3 separate regions of the Mus musculus genome follow, and all the other regions are linked to region 3. A link is a contact called in public Micro-C and promoter capture Hi-C data. All regions are on one chromosome and are shown on one strand. Each heading gives the region's core, a stretch centred on a gene start, on an enhancer-like site or on the middle of the called end of the contact. The rest is flanking DNA. Distances are from core to core; before and after follow the strand shown.

What was found. Promoter capture Hi-C pulls out the DNA fragments that hold promoters and counts their contacts. A called contact is a pair of places that touch in the nucleus more often than the background predicts.
Region 1: a contact with region 3 is called in a Micro-C map of granulosa cells, with 2.0 times the contacts expected there. The contact joins the enhancer-like site here to the promoter of Kcne4 in region 3. A contact is called at or near these places in 6 of 39 promoter capture datasets (cranial neural crest, embryonic stem cells, hippocampal neurons and 2 more), 1 of 484 Hi-C or Micro-C datasets (granulosa cells) and 2 of 9 other capture datasets (liver and macrophages).
Region 2: a contact with region 3 is called in a promoter capture Hi-C map of liver, with 2.7 times the contacts expected there. The contact joins the enhancer-like site here to the promoter of Kcne4 in region 3. A contact is called at or near these places in 11 of 39 promoter capture datasets (the 3T3-L1 cell line, cranial neural crest, embryonic stem cells and 6 more) and 3 of 9 other capture datasets (embryonic stem cells, liver and macrophages).

The regions. Positions count from the first base shown.
Region 1 is chr1:79,196,133-79,200,510 of GRCm38.p6, reverse strand. All of the region lies in intron 1 of Gm29536 (predicted gene 29536), which reads left to right. Among named protein-coding and RNA genes, the nearest start is that of Gm29536, 26 kb to the left of the region's middle. Within about 2 kb of position 2,595, at least 14 of the 459 cell types and tissues checked have an H3K27ac peak or open chromatin away from gene starts, as enhancers often do. A contact at or near this core is called in granulosa cells, where this site is marked.
Region 2 is chr1:79,312,644-79,316,574 of GRCm38.p6, reverse strand. No RefSeq gene overlaps it. Among named protein-coding and RNA genes, the nearest start is that of Gm29536, 90 kb to the right of the region's middle. Within about 2 kb of position 1,899, at least 7 of the 459 cell types and tissues checked have an H3K27ac peak or open chromatin away from gene starts, as enhancers often do.
Region 3 is chr1:78,815,300-78,819,487 of GRCm38.p6, reverse strand. It overlaps Kcne4 (potassium voltage-gated channel, Isk-related subfamily, gene 4), which reads right to left and starts at 2,577. Exons shown (of 2, transcript NM_021342.2): 1 at 2,492-2,577; 2 at 1-1,877. The coding sequence starts at 1,851. The coding sequence ends at 1,339. All of the region lies in intron 3 of Gm29536 (predicted gene 29536), which reads left to right.

The DNA of each region.
Region 1 (4,378 bases), core at 1,346-3,845, 380 kb before region 3:
ATAATGCTTTGTGTATGCAATTAAGCGATAAACAGGATGAGAAAGACTGTCTATTTTCCACCCAGAGGCTGTTGGTTATCTCGGTAGTTTAGCCTGAGGACTGAGAGTGTGCAGTTCAGAACTGCAGTGCTTGGGTTTGATCCTGGTGTGCTATCTATTAACAGAAGTCAAGGCTGATGGTGTTCCACTCAGTCTCTTCCATTCTTCTGGATCATCCATTGTGCATCTCCTCCAACTTCTGGATACTTTTCTTTACTTAGTAGCTATTAAAGCCTCTTTTCAGATCGAGTAGAAAACTGAAGGAAAACATGTGCAATTTCATCTCCTAAGAGTGTCATGGCCTGACTGAAACAGGCGGTGAAGGTCTGTGTCACAGCACAAAAATCACACACAAGATGCAGTTTATGGCTTCCTCCCTTTTCTGCTTCACATGCACGCGCGCGCGCGTGCACACACACACACACACACACACACACACACACACACACAGAACCATTCACTCTGGCATCTCTTATTAATGCATCCCTTGATGAACAAATGTTGTTGCTGGAGGCCATCTTCTGAGAAATCAGGCCTAAAAACACTTCTAAGTGATGTTGGATTAAAACAACAAACAAATAAACAAACAATAAAAACAGGTGTTGGAAGTACAGGCTTTTAATCCCCAACATTTGGGAGGCAGAGGCAGGTAGATCTCTGAGTTTCAGGCCAGTCTAGTCTACATAAAAATCTCCAGGATACCCAGTGCTACACAGAGAATCCTGTCTTGGAAAATCTAAATAAATAAATAAATAAATAAATAAATAAATAAATAAATACTTAAAAATAAACTCCAAAACTGCTATGTAAAATTAGTTTTCCTCACTTGCAAATTCAAAGAGTTTTTTTAAAATAAGGAATTATATGAGATAATTTTTAAAAAAGCAAAGAGCCCACTGCATATCAAATGTTTAGCTTGCCCAAAATATTTATTAATGTGGGAAAGTACATAAAGGTTATTGAGCTTAATATGAGTCATGAATTTATGCTTTTCAAAATGTTTATTATTCCAAAAGTTTTGACCTTTTCTGACAACAAATGGTTGTGTAACCTTGACAACATTTCTATGTAAATACACTTAATCTCTACCTTTCAAGGTAAAGATGACATTTCAATAATAAGTGAAAAACTCACGCCACCAAAATATCATTGTGGAAATGACTGCTTAGAACAACGTTGTTATGTCAAGAGTAATATAAAGTAGTTCTCAGAGAAACCCACATTCGAGTGTTTACGACCTTGGAGTGTAACTCTCTGTTGAAGAGTTTCTGTGACTTATTAATTCACTTTTAAAGACTTAAAACAAGACTGGGGATGTAGTTAAGTTGGTAGCTCTAGGTGCTAGCCCCAGTATCAAATAGAACGAGACATGGTGGTACACCCTGTAATCCTAACATTTGGAAGATGGAAGCCAAGGTCATCCTCTGCCAAATAGCAAGTTCTCAGCCAGCCTCCCTCTCTACCTCCCTCATTCATTCATATATATATATATATATATATATATATATATATATATACATATATATATATATACACACATATATGTGTATGTGTGTGTACATATATATATATATATACATATATATATATATTAGAGAGAGTCATCAAAGTACAATTTCTTGTGATTAGTTCTCAAGAAAAACTAATTGATGTGTGAAAGGAAGAAATTTACTCCCACATTATTGAAAGCAAAATTATTTTATAAAATAAAATATTTAAAATGTGCAACATTGCCAGGCATTGGTGGCACATGCCTTTAATCCCAGCACTCGGGAGGCAGTGGCAGGCAGATTTCTGAGTTCAGGGCCAGCCTGGTCTACAGAGTGAGTTTCAGGACAGCCAGGGCTACACAGAGAAACCCTGTCTCAAAAAAAAAAAAAAAAAAAAAAAAAAACAGAAAAAAAAAAGATTTTAAAATGTGCAACATTTATCTAGTTCTTGTTTGTCAGACTTCACCCATTATTTAATTATACAATTTTAGCATTGCTACATAAAATATATTTTAAGTAATTTAAATAGCAGGATTATGGATAAAGACAGATAAACCATTAAAATTTTCTTCTTATAAGAACATGTGATCAAAAGTTTCATGAACCAGTTCACTCTTAAAGATTCTCAAGATCTGAATCCATCAATAGAGAAACAGTTTCAGTCTAGATCACCAAAGAAGAATTCGTTACATGTTTATTATAGGAAACTCACTCTATCTGTAATATTTAAATTAAGTTTAACATAATAGAGCAAGAAGTACACCATGGTAACAGTAATCAGAATATTTCCAGATAAACTATATTAACTTTGTTCGAAGCAGACTGTGGGCTTAGATTTTTCTAAACGTTCTTTATGTAGGCTGCTCAAACACCTCAACCTTCCTTCTAATCCAGCGACAAGAGGTTGGGGAGAAAGAAAGTTAATAGGAAATGGGGATTGAGGACCTGTTTAATAGTAGTTTTTTTGAGGCAATTCCACTCTTTGTTGTCAAGATACCAGTAGTAGAGTTTAGTAGCAAACACCAAACACAGGTCAGTAACAGTGGCATGATCCAGCACAACCACCTCCCTCCGCCCCAAGGCTTCACAGAGTCAGCATGAGTCAGCAGAAGTGGCTAGAGTCAGTTGGAACACCACAGAAGGTCTTTTGTGTGTTTTTCTCTCCAAAATGAAGACCAGCAAAGAAGCAAGGTCAGAAAACGATTGCACAGCGTTGCAATGCAAGAGCAACCTGTCACTCTTTATGGGGTTCCATTTATATACTCTTTCCAAACATCACATGCTCCCCAGTGTCTGCTCCAACAAAACATCACATGTATTCTCACATGTCTGCTTCAACAAAACATCACATGTACTCTCACATGTCTGCTTCAGCAAAACATCACATGTACTCTCACATGTCTGCTCCAACAAAACATCACATGTACTCTCACATGTCTGCTCCAACAAAACATTACATGTACTCTCACATGTCTGCTTCAGCAAAACATCCCTTCATAAGACAGTTTCCAGAAAAACGTCATGCGGCACAACTGGCTTTCCAAATAAACTAGAAATTTCCACTTCAGCAAACTTCAGAACAAGGGAAATCATTCAGAGTAGGAAGGGATCTATAAGACCATACCCCTCCTGAAGAATTGTATGCAGTTAATTGTTGCTGGGGAAAGAATGTTATATTCCTAGTGCTATTGCCTCAGGTACAGTGCCTTTGCTCAAGAAAAGAATTCTCACCCATGGTCAGATGAGCAATAAAAGGACATGGAAGTAGGAGGGAAATTGTTGCCAAAAAACAAGCGTCAGTGGGGTGGAAGAGCTAGAAAAGGACAATGGGAATGTGCTAAAACACGTTATGAATATGTATAAAGTTGAGAGAGAAGAATAAAACAAGCACATTTTTAAAAAGAGCAAGAGAGGCACTTTGCTAGAGTAGAACATTTTAGGTAAGCAAAGGAGAAGCTAGAAGGATCTGTGTGGCAATGTGGTAGAGACGCAAGCGTGGGCTTATGTTTGTCATACTACAGATACAAATGGCAATATGGAGAAGCGTCTTTAATACGTATACATGGCCCGGTTCCTGTTGACACTTCTTTGTCATCTGAGACTCCATGTGAGCAACAGCACCCCTATAGTAGTCAATAGTGATGCGACCTCACTGTTCCATTAGTTATGTGTTCATTGTGGGTATGTACTATGTCTGCAAATTTTTATAACTCTAAAACTTTTATAAATAAAAACATGTGAAAATAAATAGCTTCTTCTTAAAATAATGAATAAAGTAAATAAAAATATATTTGAAAATGAAACAGCATGTTTTAGTTAGCTTATAAGTAAGAAAATACGGTGAAAATTAAAACATTTTTTTCTGTTAATAATTAAGGTATCTACATAGCCAACCTTGTAGGATATACAGCTTTGTACTGAAAGAAAATTTTACTTCATATACATACATATATATATATATATATATTATTAATAGGCAAAAAAGGCTGAGACTTAACGAAGGGTTGAAGTATCTACCTCCAAAGAAAGAAAAGAATATTGAGTGAAATGGGGGAAAATGACTAGTACCAATGGAAGACCTTACTAAGTAGAATATTAGTGTCAGAGGAATCAGTAGGGGCAAGGTTTGCAAATGTTTAGCCCGTCTAATGGAGAGCAAAGAGACAAAAGGCTAAACGACCAGTTTTTAGAAATGGCAGAGCAGACATGGCATTAGAAAGAAAACAGGATGATACCAGATACTTGACAGTAACAGCTAAAGGTTAGACACAGGAAAATATCTGGAAAAGTACAGCTACAGAGTCAAAGCAGGAAAAAAGAGAAACATCTGTGCCACCCTGTCTCTACTC
Region 2 (3,931 bases), core at 650-3,149, 500 kb before region 3:
GTTTACAGGAAATCACCTGAATGCTGACTCATTCCTTGTTCACAACCCCTCACAGGAGAACAGAATTAACTTCAAATACAATTAGCCCCGGGGATTCGCAACAGTAGACAAGAGTAGACCACTGTAAATTCTTTTTAAAAATCTACCATTCATGTTTCAGCCTTAAAAACAGAGTAACAACTAAAATCCCATCCCGATTCCTTGAGTGTTTAGCTGTCCCCTGTATGGAATTGACTTCCTGTGGTTCCTGTTTTCACCCACAAAGACTCCACTGATCCTTTCATTTCCTAAAGCTCTTTCCTATATTCTCTGAGACCCACCTTCTCTGCCTCCCCGTATGGGGACTAGAGGAGTGTGTCCTCATGCCCTCACCTCCAGTTAGGTTTTTACTTCTGTTTATATGGCTTCTTTATGCATGTCTGTGCAAGTATTAGTACATCAATGCACAGTTGCATTGGCTTACGTTTCAAAACTGGCATTATTTTACACTTTGTTCTTCAGTATTTACCCAGCTATTTCTATTTTAACATATATATGGCTAATGGTAAGGTCTTAGCATTTGTGGGGCCGTACAGGAATCATAATGACAAGACAGGGCTTGTTGTCTATACTGCCTGTCACTCATGCATGTAAGAATTCCACAGTTTAGGAGGTATTTAAAAATAAACGTTTTGCTGATTGAAAAAAAAAAGGAAGGAAGGTAGAAAGAAAGGAGAGAAGGAAGAAAACTAGGTATACTGTCTGGTGGTTTGACCCTCTTAGACTCATGTGTTTGAATGCTTGGCCCATGGGGAGTGGCACTATTAGGAGGTGTGGCATTGTTGGAGTACACGTGTCATTCTGGGGCTGGGTTTTGAGGTCTCTATGTTCAAGCTCCACCCAGTATGGAATTCCTCCTGGCTGCCTTAGAATCAAGATGTAGAATCCGCCGGTCCTTTAGCAACAAGTCTGCCTGCAGGCTGCCATGCTTCCCACCTTGATGATAATGTACTGAACCTCTGAAACTGTAAGCCAGCCCCAGTTAAATATTTTCTTTTATAAGAAATGCCTTGATTGTCACTTCACAACAATGATACCCTAACCTAGATAGTGACTTATTCCTGTAACTGCAGGAATCAGGAAAATGGGGTAAGGGGATTTCTGTGAGTTCGAAGCCAGCCTGGAGAACATAGTTAGTACCAGCTGAGCCTGGGTTGTAGAGTGGTTTTCATATTTTATCTGTCTTGATCACAGGGAACATATTTTATAAGAGAAAAATCTGATACCTAGAAAGCAATAAGCTTAACTCACAAGCTAGAAGCTGAACATGAGCTAAGGTTACTCTCTGAACTCATGTTGAGACAACCATGACTTCCTTTATACAGTTATCTTCATATCACACACACACACACACACACACACACACACACACACACACACACACGAGTGCGTGCACCCTAGGAAACTACAGCAAGCTAAATAACCTATTCAGTTTGGGTTCTCTTAGAAGAAATGTTTAGTTGGGAATAAGGAAGAAGAAAAGTGAAATTGTGCAGCCTGGGAAATATTAATTGCTTTGTTCCTGAAATATCCTCTGGCAGCTCAAGATAAGTTCCAGATGGTTTCTGACTAGGCTGTTACTTCACAGTAGTCCAATGTTGAGTAACTTTTCCTTGCTTCATTTGTCTGAAGCACCTAAACATATCTAGGGGAGCTTTGTGCCTGCGTTCATCTTCAACAGGTTGATATTGCTGCTTACCAAATCTTCTGGCTCAACTTCAGCTGGTGCTTCTGTCTCTGTAGGCCCCTGAGACATAAAGCCTGAGTACTTAGCAACCAGATCAGATAAGCACAGGCTGCTCCATCGTTAACGGTGTGATTTATAGTAAAATGTGCCCTTCTGTATCATTTGTTAACATTTTAGACTGTAACCTGATCTGAGAACAGTTTAGATGGGGAATAGATGCGGAGATCATTTCTGAGCACACTCTAACTGACAAATATTCTGGTCTGAAAGTTGTCATAACATTTTGCTGTTTTTTTTTTCTTTGTCTAGTCCTGGAAATGACCTTAGCTGAATAGAAACAAAATTCAGGCGTTGACTCACTATTCCTCCTTTCTCATTTTGTTCTTCAGGAGGAGGGAAATAAGAAATGAATTCTTACAAAGGAAAACCCAAAGGGAACAACAGGCTTTCTGGTGTTTGAAAAAGCTTAGAAGTCCGTCAATGATATATTATGTGTCAAAGTCAGGTCAGGTGGCTTGACAGCCATAGCAATCATGGGCTATACTTGACAACACGTGAAGGGACATAGGGCACCTCTTAGTCTCTGATACCCAGAGAATTAGAAGTCCCATAGCTTAAATGCTACTAAGGCACCTAGGAGAAGAGAAATCCCGAAGAAGTCAAAATTTAATAAAAAACCAGCCTGTTAAACAGGTGGCCATAGCCAGAGGCAGGCAGAGCATTTAAAAAAAATACAATAAAATATAAATAACAGAGAGATGCTTGTCTCAAATTTCTTTTCCAGTGTAGACTGAGAATGGTTATTTTATGTCTTCTTGTTCTTGATGAAGATATGCAAGGTATTTGTTAAAGTGGAAATACCTGATGGGCAATACATATATACACTGAGGAGAGCAGATTTATAGGGAACAAGATGGAAGTCTGGTAAGAGTTAGGACAAGATGTCTCTTAGAAAGATCAGAATGGAGGGAGTACAAGAAATCCAGACCAAAGCATGGACTTGAACTTAGTGGACAACTCTGGCCATGTGTTAGAATGGTTTGGAGAAGAGATGAAGACAAAAGGTTATGGAAGAGGAGATACACTAACCTGACAACCTCAATCTTGAATATATAAAAATGGAGTTGTTAAACTGGCAACACTTGTCAAGAAGTGACAAATCTATCTATCTATCTATCTATCTATCTATCTATCTATCTATCATCTATATATCTTTAAGGCAAGGCCTGATAATGTTATCTAGGCTTTTCTCAAATGCTTGGCTCAAGTAATCGCTGGACTCAGCCTCCTGAAATCTGTGGACTACACAAATTCATCAATACACTCAGCTATGTATTCTATTCCAGCATCATAATTTGGGCAACCACCAAAATATCCAACCATAATTGAGAAAAACATTTTTATTGACTCCACTACTTCTACAAACACTTCAAAATCACATTCCCAAGGAGGTATAACAGAAGTATTTATCATACTGGATCGTAGATGGAAAATAGAAAATTGAATACAGAGTTATTGTAATAACAAAATTCATTAACATCTGGGGAACAAATCAGACTGGGTTAAGTTAAATTGTTTTTAGTGATGAGAGTTATAATGATTATCTTTAAAAAGTTTTAAAAGTATGTGTATGGGTGTTTTGCCTGGAGGTGTATCTGTGCACCATGTATAAGTCTGGTACAATAAGGAGGCCAGAAAACAGCATTAGATCACTTGAAACTTGAATTACAGATGGCTGTCAGTATCCATGTAGATATTTGGAATTGAACCTAGGTCCTCTAGAAGAACAGTGAGTTCTCTTAACAACTGAGTTGTCTCTCCAGTCAATAGTGGTTAACTTTTTTGGCAGTCTACATTTTCCAGATGTATAAGCCAGTATTGGTTTCTCGATGGAAATTATTTAACTAGCATAATGATGATCCCAAATTGGGCTCAATCCCAAGATGTGATAGATATCGATTTCTTTCCTCTGAAAGTCTTGACCTTAATTAAAGACAACAGTCATTGAATGAAGAGGAATTCCTGGAGCAAGCATGTAGGATCAACTCTTCTCCCTTACAGAATCTCTAAGCAAGAACTAAAGTTTACTACCACGATGCAAAACAAAACAAACAACAATGAAACAATGCCTTGGGATCATTTTTATCAAATCAACTGGTTGTGCGCTACCAAGATAAAGATGGAGATGCAGTTAAGTTTTGATGG
Region 3 (4,188 bases), core at 1,328-3,827:
TGCTGCAAAGCTCTTGAGTAGCTCCCTTTAAATTTCTCTTTCCCTCGGTTGGGTGTGTTAACATCCTCCCATCCACACGACTCTGCAGAGGAAACTATGCTGCCAGCTTCTTCAGTCGCATCCTGGGAAAGCCACAGTAAGGAAGGCCGATGATCCAGCCTCGAATTCCCCAGCTACACATATCCAAAGTCTCCAACTGTGTCTTTAAGTCAACACATCTTTCTCCAGACTAAGCGGCCAAAGGGGAAATACTTGCTCCAAACTTCCTCACACCAGGCTGTGGAGGATTTATCACACAGTACAAAGTCTAAAGATGTCCTCCCAGCCCCCTGGGGCTGCACAGCCTCAGGAGCCTCATGTAGGCAGAATCTTGTGATGACATGCCCAGAACCTCACAGTGAATGAGTGTCAGGGCTCAGACCAGGAAGCACATTGCTTGAACCCCAGCTCTGCTCGATCTCGCCTAAGTATGCCCTTCCAGGGTCCAGCTACGTGACAAAACCCCATATTATGAGGCCCACATGTGTCCTTTCTGGCCTCAGAAAACTAGGCTGGGAAAAAGAGCTGCAGCAGAGCTGTCAATGATTTGGCCTTGTATAACCCCACCATTACCCAATCTGTGAAGGTCAGGAGGACCACCATGAACAGCCATCCCGAATGCAGGCTTGGTTATGAGGAAGCTGACTGGCAAAGAAAGCCATGCTCACCTGCAATGCTGTAGAGTTCAAGCTCACAGGTGAGACAAAAGCTCAGATGAGGTCATAGCTTATACTCCCAGCTAATTCAGACATGTGTACGAATTACCTTCTCCCTTTGCATTGTGCAAACAATCTGGGTTCTCTCTTCAGCTTTCTCCCACCTCCAAGTGAAATATATAACTGTCTCTAATCGAATGCCACAGGCACACATTAAAGATACTTACAGCCCATCAGATCTAGAAGAACAAAGCTCTAGGAAAATTAGCAAATCGAAACGAGTCCTTCAGCCTGCCCTGGGCAGTTGTCAGCCCTGGGCACAGACAGATGCTGCAGAAGTTACCCAGGGCCTCCAGTGAAAAAACACCACATTATCCAGCCAGATGCTGACCACAGACCCACCACCACCCAGGCCCCAGAGTCAATGGTCATGCTGTATGTCTCTGGGACTTTTTCAGAGATGAGTCCCACAGGAACCTCAAGGACTGCAGCTGAGCCTTGTCTCTCCCTGCCCCATTTTGGAGCTTGCCCTCAGTCTGTTCAATGTGGCAGCCGCAGAGCAAAAGCGAAACCCGGCACTTGGCAAGTGTCTTCCCTCTGTCAAGTGTAGCTTACGGAGCTACCTCCTAGCACCTGGTGGGTGCTAGGAATTCTGGTGGATGTTCTCGGAAGAGCCTTCACTGCTGTCGTTGAGAGGCGTCTCGGAGGTCTCCTCCAGCTCGTCATCAGCCCCCTCCTCCTGGATGGGAAGGTGCACATCAGGAGAGGAGGACTCGGAGCTCACACTGTCCCCTTCCATCGAGCAAAGAGTGCAGGACAGTGCCGGCGCCACACTCTCCTGCAGCATATTCAGCATCATGGGCACCTGCCCTGACCTCAAGCCGGACATCATAGGTAGCGGCTTCATAGCCTCCCCCCACAGCCTCTCCTCGTCTTTGTACAACAGCAGAAGGCTGGACTTCTTCTCCCGCCTCTTGGATTTCATGTAGCCCAGCATGATTCCGATCAGGAAAACGCCATAGAAGGACATAACGACCAAAATATAGAAGTATTCATTGCCATTACCACTGCTGTTACTAGGCACATGGGACTCGAGGGGGCTGCTGGAGGCTGCAGCGCTGGGGTATGTGCTGTTCAGAGGCTCCATCCTCAGCATTGAATTGCCGCTCACACAGCCGGGATCTGGGGAGAGAGCCGCAAGTTAAACCTTCCACCTGGATCCATGGGACAGGCAGAAGGCAAGCACATGGCTCGTGAAATTGCAATAGATCAAAATACACCTATTTTGATTAAGAACAGGAATGAAAGAAAGAGCTGAACGTAAGGCATCTCACCAAGCAGTCAACGGGTTAGCTCAGAGAGCTTGGAGCAAGTAAGAGAAATTAGGGGAGGGAAAGGAGGAAAAAATGAGAAAAATGTTCACCAGATAGAAAAATCGGTGATAGACAGACAGGTGATCGATAGGTAGGTAGATAGATAGATAGATAGATAGATAGATAGATAGATGGATGGATGGATAGATTATACACTTTATTTACATTTCAGAAAATAACTATGCATTAGCTCTATACTTTGAACATTATAGACCATATAAGGATTCATGGGGGGAAAGCATCTTAAAATTGAAAGGCATGCTTTAGCTGGCACGGCAGAAGCAAACTTTACATTTTGTTTCAAAAGCTTCAACTTCCAAAACAAAGTTTCCTTACATAAAAAAGAAAGAAAGAAAACTTTCTCTATTAATAGAACTATTCCCCCTTGCATGTCTCCGAAGACAAGGAGTCTTGCTAACTTACCAAAAGCTGACAGTTTGTCCCAAGTGTGGAACTCTTAAACGGCCAAATCTGAGGATGTTTCTCTTCTCTGTCAGGCTCTGCGCTCTGACAGCCCGGCTGCTGTCCTTGGGATATATAGTCAAGAAATGCATCGTCACGTGTTCCGGGAGGAAAATTTACAACAGAGGTTGACTGTGGCTGAGCAAGCAGCAAACTCAAAGCGCTGCAGTTCAACTCTCTGAACTCTGCAGCTGTGAAGAGAGAAGGAGGGGGGGAGTAGGAGCTCCCTGTCCCGGACCGACCAACCCAGCTCAGAGCAAGAGGCTTTGGGTGGCCAAAATCAAAGTGTGAAAAGGGGAGAAAAAAAAAGTGCTGCATTTGAACTGATACCCCAAAGCCCACTCTCACTGACTGAGTTTGTTTCCTTTTCCTTGTGGAAAGTGATTGGTTGATATGTTACTAATAGGTTTTCATGGGGAATCCAAACCATTAGAATGAAAGACAGTGGGGAGCAAAGGTAGGGTTTAGAGTCAAGAAACAGAAGTGGATGCTCACAGTCAGCTATTGGATAGATTAACAGGGCCCCCAATGGAGGAGCTAGAGAAAGTACCCAAGGAGCTAAAGGGAACTGCAACCCTATAGGTGGAACAACATTATGAACTAACCAGTACCCCGGAGCTCTTGTCTCTAGCTGCATATGTATCAAAAAAGATGGCCTAGCCGGCCGTCACTGGAAAGAGAGGCCCATTGGTCATGCAAACTTTATATGCCCCAGTACAGGGGAACTCCAGGGCCAAAAAGTGGGAGTGGGTGGATAGGGGAGTGGGGGGGAGGGTATGGGGGACTTTTGGGATAGCATTGGAAATGTAAATGAGGAAAATACCTAATAAAAAATATTTTAAAAAGAAAAAAAAAGAAACAATTGCTTCCGTGTTACGTTCTTCCACTAATTGAGTGAATTTGATAAACCCTCCCTTAACCTTCCCAGGCCTCGTATTGCTGCAGTAAAACTGTTGGCTAGTGAGGGGCAGGACTGCTCAGCAAACAGAGTTCTAAGAACTTTATGAGTTTTGGGTTTGTTTCAGCTTAACTACTTTAAAATGCAAGCTTCTACTTGCTCACATTATGCTCACAAATATTGTCCTTACAATCTCTTTTAGAATCTTTCAGATTCTGTCCAGAGATTGGTGGGCAACACTAATGCAGCAATTGAGAGGCAAATCAAGGGGAGCCTGAGCTCTGTGTCAGCTGAGCTACAAAGATAGAGTTTGTATGAAGACAAAAATCTTCAGATTCTCTTTAGTGAGCCGGACTAAGTGGAAATGTGCTGGCGAGAGCTACTGAGAGCAGGTTTTGCTCCATTCTACCTCACATGGCAGTGCCTCTGAAGCACCAGACAAGAGTGCCACACATCTCTGGGTATCTCAGACAGGTCATGGGAGAAACAGGTATTCTCAGCGAACCACCAAGCAAGGTTCAAAACAAGCTGCTATGCGTGACATGAGAAGAATCACCAAGAACTTGCTCGCTCGCTGGGCTGTTTACTCTAAAGGGCTGTCATTCTAATCCAGGGAAACTGGCAAGGAGCCTTTACATCTAGTAGCCTCTGTCCAAGGAGCCGCAGCAGGGCTGGCATGTATGACAACTTTAAAGACACCATCATTGATGGGTCTACTGACACTGAGCTGAAGGCACGGAGAAACATGTAAACTTCCCTC